Regions from separate parts of the Mus musculus genome. Here region 2 is linked to region 1. A link is a contact called in public HiChIP or PLAC-seq data. All regions are on one chromosome and are shown on one strand. The core of a region is the stretch at or near the end of the contact, and the rest is flanking DNA. Distances in the headings are between cores, read along the strand shown.

Region 1 (3,433 bases), core at 497-2,996:
AGTATTTGAGGCCTTTCCACAGCCTAGTTCAGTTCTCCTTGCTGAATCAGCACACAGGCTTCTGTAACACCCAGGTCCCTCCAACTCCTCTATAAATGGCACATAGAGTTTGCTCACAGAGACGAAGAGACAAGAGCAACAGCTCAGAGACAAGGGACAGCATAATAAACTTGGCGTTATGAGAAAATAGATGATAAAAACACATCTGGTGGGAAGGTAATACTTCTGTAATTTCTGTTCCTGTTAGCTAGATTTTTGCAGAATACCAGAAAAAAAAATGAACTTTTATTCAATTTCTCTCATCATTAAGTTTAAATACCCCTCTCCATTACCAGAATGATAATTGTGTTTGTCCAAAATCAGTGCTTTGCTCTCTGAGAACCGCTCTACTCTATTCAATTCTGAGCTGGAATTTAGCAACAGAAACTTTTTCAACAGCAGTTCCCTGGTGGTTTTAAGTCTGTCCCCGGACTTAAAAGGTCTCTTGATCATCACAGAGCCCTTTGCCTGTGTGTAACATACTAAGGCTGAGACAGAGCAATTCAACATGAAATCTGTGATATTTTTTTCTAACCACACACACAATTCCATATGGGCCTGCACTGAAGCAGGGACATCAATGTTCCATGAAATCTCTAGGTTAGTTGTCAACTTTCTCTTACACACTTCACTAGCAAAGCGGGTCACACGGTTTTGCTCTCTATGGACTCATCAACAACGTGGTCTGAGCACTGGGATGAGGATAGTTTAGTTGTTAGTCAGAAATGAAAGCCACCGTTAAAATCACAGACGACTGGACATGGAAGATGCGAGACCTGCAAAGGTCAAGATTTTCCGGCATCCCTCGGGTTTCAGAGCCAATCTATCTCAAAGCCTGGGCTGCGGGGGAATTGCGTCAGGCACTCCACCACCTAGGAACACCAAAATGCACAGAGCCCTCTTGAGTTGCTTTGGTCAACTCTACACTGATCTCAAATACCCTGATCCACACAGTACCAGACTCAAGGTAAAACGGGCAGGCGCCAGAGGCTACAAAACTTAGGACTCATGTAGCCTCCCAAAGCACTCCCACACCACGCGGCAACCCAGCTGCACCGACCGCACCCCTCCTCTAAAGCCTCTCTCTAGGAGTGACCCCGAATCCTGTGCACACAGGGGCACTAGAAAGAAATTCACTGAGGTTAACTTCAATCGCAGCAAGGACTCGCTCTCTGCAGTTGTTATGAAGTGCTAACATTTGGAGTCGATTTGATAGATTTTCATGACAACTGGACCAGTTTTCAAATAACTTCCCACAGCTGGCTCCGGTCTGGGGTGATGATGCACTGGACTGTAGCCGCACGCCCTGAGGCTCTACATGCCCACTCCAGGCGCAGCGGGGACCCGCATCCTGCGCGCTCCCGGGGAGGGCCTTTACCTCGAGGCGACTCAGACTGGAGCTCTTGGAGCGCGACTTCTTGCGCAGGTACACGGAGAAGAACCTGCGCACCGTGAACTTCTTCATGCTCAGCTCCATCGCCCCGCGCCCAGCTGCCAGGAGCCGCAGGGCCGGCGGGCGCGCATCCCCGGCACATCCCAGGCTAGGCAGCGCGCTGGCGGGCACGCGCGCCGGGGAGCCCGACGCGGCGGCCCTCGGCGCGGATGCGGGCTGCAAGCACAAAGGGCAGGCCGCACCGGCCACCGGGCCCGGGTCCCTGGATCACTCCCGCGGCGCCTTTGCCTCCGGCCAGGAGTACCAGCTCCCGGCAACCTGCCCCGCCCATAGACTACACCCAGCGTCGTTCCGACCAACCAGAGTGCGACGCTGCGCCACGCCTACACGCCCACCCACCAATCAGTGCCCGCAGCCAGAGCTCTTTTCCCCTTTAGTCGGAAAACCTACTCCGGACAGCCCCACCCTCACCCCGCCCACCACCGTACTCTCCAATTATCACCAGCCATCCTGCCCAGGGGCGTTGTCCCCGTGAACGCCTCCAATCAGCGCCGTTGCCTACTCCTCCCTCTCCTACAACTCCTGCCCTCAGAGAACAGTGGGGTGCAGTATCGCCCTGCCCACTGCCACGGCCGCCAATCAGCGCCCACGCCCGTTGTGAGCTTAATCAGTCGCTCCTGAGGCACGCTGCTCTTGTCCTGTCTCCCTGCCTCTTCTGTCCGAGCTGTTGTGTTCTTCTCCGAACACCTCTGTCCACTTGGACTCCACGCTTAGCATTTTGAATTTCTCTGCAAAGCAAAACTTTAATGACCTAGCATGCTAGAAAAGCGCCCACAAGCACTACACTCGGGTCACTCCTACAGCTGGTCCCTGCAACTCCTTGCTTATTGGGGAATCATTGGGAGAGGACCCCGCCTGCTTCGCAGTGTCAGCGGCCTTCCTCCTCTCGGTGAGGACGCCTCACGTGGTCGGGGCCAGCAGCTGAGAACAAAGGCTCACATCCGCTCTCTGTGACCTCGGGCTCCATTTATAGACAATTATCCTCACAGATGACTATCAGGGCCAGCAGCAGGAACATCCTGAGTCTCAGTCTGAGGAAGCAATCAGAGCCTGCTTTAACCTAAGTCCAAATGATCCTTCCTAGTCACACAAAAAGAAAGGCTGAGGTTAATAAAGTCTTATGCCCCGTGGCAGAATAGAAGCAGATTAGAGAAGAGCTGAGGGTAAGCCCAGTTCCTTTGGCCACTGGAGAAAACAGATTCACTCTCCTGCATGATATGCAGCCCACCGGGCAGTTCTCAACACTTTCCCACCCAGACTGGTGGTAGTCATAAAGGACACAGGAATCAAAAGATCCAACATGCTGGGAAACCCACGTCACATAAAACATCAAAGGGCTAATTTCACCTGGAGCAGGAGTCAGTCCCATCTAGAGCGGGCTTTTAGGAACTGCTATCCCTCTGGTGTGGGGCTCCAGAGATAGGCTGCATGCAGTGTAAGGGTTTGCAGCTTCAGTAGAGACAGTGTACACTGGCTTGTGACTTGTGACTTGACCTCAGCATCTCTCCCCGTGATGTCTTAGCTCCCAGAGGTGCCTTCTAAGGATGAAATCAGGAGAATGGGCTAAGATCGGGTCCTCTAAGCAAACCTTCTTGGCTACTCTTGGAATGTTTATTATTTTACACTGCCTGAGGGCAAGGCCTGGTCCTTTTTCAAGGAGACTTTAGCAATTAGAGTACCTAATCATAAACTCCTATGGAGAATTGGTTCCTAAGACTCCTGAATTGGCAAGGTCTTGGAGAGCTGAGGGCAGAGACCTCTGGCTCACATTCGTTAGTGGTCTCCCTGATCACTCTGCTATCACCCCCCCCAGGAAGCTGATCTTGGCTCTTTTTCTAGACTTGGGGACCCCCTGAGTTAACTAGGTTCAGAAGCTCACCCCTTCTGAAATTGCTTGCAATTAAGTAAGAAAATCTGGAGAGCAGAAAGTCTCCAAAACAC
Region 2 (3,433 bases), core at 576-3,075, 37 kb before region 1:
TGGTATAGTGGGTAGGAAAGCTGGCTCTACTAGCATAGTGGCCTGAAACTGAGTCCCTGTGACTGTAAAACTCCAGGCTTGCCTTCACAGGCCTGTTATTCCAGCCATCGGGGAGGGGATAGGCAGATCCTGAGCTAACCTATCCCAGCTTCCAGCTCAGTGAGAGACCCCATCTTAAGGCAGTATTCGGAGAGCAATGGAGGGCAGACAACAGCCTGCTCTGACCTTTGCATGTAAGCACACAGGCACACAGGCGCGCACACTCACACACACACCATGAAGACAACAGAAATAATCTTTAGATAACTTCAAAGGTTCCTATTTTTTTCTTTCTGTCTTTACATTGAAACTCAGATGGATGCTAGGTGGTCTGACCAGTACTACAGAGCTCTCTCTGCAGGGTTCTGAGGTCCTCTGTGTGGGGTCCAAATTTACCAAAACGACAAAGACTCCAAAATAGCAACTTTGTTCTGTTACCATGGAAAAAGCTATGGAGACACCAGCTAAAGCCCACAGCAGTGAGCTGCGATCTGCAATGGGTCTGGCTGGGTCTGGCGTTGCTTTTTCTGCTCATTCTCTGCCTCTAAAAACACCTTAGCTACCCAGACAGAGACTTCTTTCTTCTTACAGCTTTCTCTGCTGCTTACCTACAAGAATCACAGGTAGACCCCCACTACCTGCTCTAAGGAGTATAACTGCCCCGCGGGGGGGGGGGGGGGCGGGGGGGGTGAGGGGGCGGGGGGGGGGGTGATGATGAGATTCAGATTGTCCTCCAGTCTTAGGAGTACTATGGCCAAGTACCCCATACCCCAGCCATCCTGCACCTTGCTTATTGCTGAAAACCAGAAGCAGACATCTTGGCCCTAAGATGCTGAGGCTAACGGTGGTAAGTTACAAGCAGAATCTGCACACTCGAAGGTTCCATGTGACCACTCCGAAACACAGCTCTGTGAAACAACTGCTTGGCACTCTGATGCCCTGCGTAGGGTGTGAAAACTGATCCTGAGCTTGGGCCATCAGAATTCCCACCACTGGGGACCATGAATACAGAGGGCAGCGTGGACCGACCCAAGAGCTACAGGAAGCACGGTGGACAGCATCGTATGCGATTCTGCATCTGAAACCTCCGCCAAGGCAACTAAAAGAGCAAAAGCCCTTCACATTTTGCCTTCTGCTCTAGGTCAATCCCGACACAGGCAGACCTAAACGTAGACATAGACGAAGACAAGGACCACAAGAGGTTGAAGCGGAGGATGGTCAGTGTAATGGGAGGCTGTGACGTGGGAGCATGGGGCTCGACAAGCATTCACAGCATGTTCAAACTGTTTAGTTCTGTGTTGTTTAATTTCTTTTCTATTTCCTTTATTCAAACTGTTCTGAGTAACACTGTAAAATCAAAAGTTACTATAAAACATGGTGGCCGTGGGCTGAGGGTGTCTGCTTTCTGTACAGAAGCTGGCCCATCTGTGAGGAAGACGCATGTACAAGATGCGGTGCTCCAAGAAGTCTCCAAGATGGCAAATCCTCGGATTATAGAAAACATACTATGGCAGCCCAGGCCAGTCAAGCAGCTTCTGTTTGAAGACGTTTTTTAAAATAAAATCATTGCTGAGTGCCAGAGTGTCTGGGAGAAGATGAACAGACCGTATCATGTGAAGTTGACATGCATAAGGGCAGCTGTGGGGATATGATACAAGACACCTTAGGAGAGTGAACAGGCCTTTAAAATGTAAGAGGTCAATCGGCAGAGAAAGAGCAGTTCCGTGGTATTTAAAGGAACCCTGTCTCCAGCTTTACCATTCCCCACCCTTTCCTTTTCAAAGGTCAGACATTTGCAATCTCATTTGTATGCTAAGAGGAGGACTCACAAGTGTCCCCTTTCATGATGATACAAACAACACACATGCCAAATAACCCTCAAGGAGAGTCTCAACCAAAACGAACAGGGATGCTTTACCACAGCAGAGTCCTAACTGTGACTCTGAGACCCCAGGTCTTATCACTTAGTGTTTTATGGCTTAAGCATGGTCTTCCCATGAGTCATGGGCACCCTGGCACTGCTGGTATCAGGGGCCCCAGTTCTGCAGGCCCTGCCCTTCCGGTCTGATGACCAATGCATCCTTACTACCTAGTCAATGGGTATGGAGTCACAGCAACCCAAGGATGACCCAATCTTGAGCAAATGGAGCTGAAGAAGGGGAAGTTAAAAACAACCCCTCTCCCCTCCTCAGTACAGAGCACAGAGCTACAATGCACCCTGCAGCACCCCAACTCACCCTGTACTCTGCTCAGCTCTGACAGTCAGGGAGAAACCCAAGATCTCGTAGGCTGTGCACAACCTAAACAGAGCATTCAGGGAGGTTCTTCTTCCCCTCCTCTACCAGTTCTATGTCCCAACTGGAAAGAGCAGAAGTCAGAGGCTAAGGGATCTAGGGTGAGTGAGGGGAAAGATATCCTATGGGATAGAATGGGGAGGGACATATGAAGGAACACAAAACCCACACCAGCGGGTGGTTTTGGTTGGTTGGTTGCTTGCTTGCTTGCTAGCTTGTTTGCTTTTTAAGACAGGGTCTGTGGAACAAGTAGACCATGCCACCGGACAGAACTGGGAAGGCTAAGTGAGTTCAGACCACGTGAATCTCAGAACTGAGAATGGTCCTGCCGACACACGTAACCAAGGATCATAACAATCGGTCACGTAGGGAAGACACCTGGAGTCCTCCCCCATGCAAAAAGAGTATCACTAGCATCTCAAACTGAGCCAGTAGGAAAACCTTCCCCTAAATCCCACTCTACTCCTCAATGTTTATATAAGCCCTGTCTACATGGAATAAAGTGCACTTCTGAGACTGGCTGTTTTCACTGAGCTGTAACACTTGGGGAAGAGTTCTCTCTCCCGAAGCAGTCAGCTCTGGATCCTAGACCTACCTCACAGGCCAGGCTCATGCCGAGGGTGCTGCCACCACAGTAGCACAACCTTGGCTACCTGCCCTGTAAGCCTCCCCAATCTCCTCATTTCTCTGCTAAGAGCTGTAACACTTCCTGCTGTTCCGGTGGACTGAGACCCGAGGGACCCATTCGTCCTGGTTCCACTGAGGACAATGAGGATCTTATGAAGCTTTCTTACCCTGGCCTTGAATTGCGATGGAGCCAAAGACGACCTTGAACTTCTAGTCCTCCTGAGTCTGTCTCCCCAGTGCTAGGATTACAGCCACCACACCTGGCTTATGCCACACAAGAGACAGAACGGCCTTCTGTTCCTAGGCCCAGTAAACTAGTGGGTTTTGATGAAAGATCAAAAAGCTTAAGAATCCTTCTTCATACATATTTTACCCAGGAGAAGAAAATTCACTCAAGGACCACTTCCGATTGCAATGCTATCTGCTTCCACATTAGGAAAATTCCAGATCTCCCTGAGCCTGGAGCTGGGAGA

The links. HiChIP or PLAC-seq counts read pairs in DNA pulled down with a chosen protein or histone mark.
Region 2: a contact with region 1 is called in an H3K27ac HiChIP or PLAC-seq map of embryonic stem cells, with 8 read pairs. The contact joins the enhancer-like site here to the promoter of Rps6ka2 in region 1. A contact is called at or near these places in 5 of 484 Hi-C or Micro-C datasets (the N1E-115 cell line, female germline stem cells, muscle stem cells and 2 more), 10 of 115 datasets of contacts at active chromatin or transcription factors (bone marrow-derived macrophages, embryonic fibroblasts, embryonic forebrain and 4 more) and 2 of 9 other capture datasets (adipose tissue and pancreatic islet).

What each region holds. Positions count from the first base shown.
Region 1 is chr17:7,168,428-7,171,860 of GRCm38.p6, reverse strand. Rps6ka2 (ribosomal protein S6 kinase, polypeptide 2) reads right to left here and starts at 1,746. Exons shown (of 21, transcript NM_011299.4): 1 at 1,418-1,746. The coding sequence starts at 1,516.
Region 2 is chr17:7,205,338-7,208,770 of GRCm38.p6, reverse strand. The region is part of intron 1 of Rps6ka2 (ribosomal protein S6 kinase, polypeptide 2); the gene reads right to left. Among named protein-coding and RNA genes, the nearest start is that of Rps6ka2, 37 kb to the right of the region's middle. Within about 2 kb of position 1,825, at least 40 of the 459 cell types and tissues checked have an H3K27ac peak or open chromatin away from gene starts, as enhancers often do. A contact at or near this core is called in embryonic stem cells and neutrophils, where this site is marked.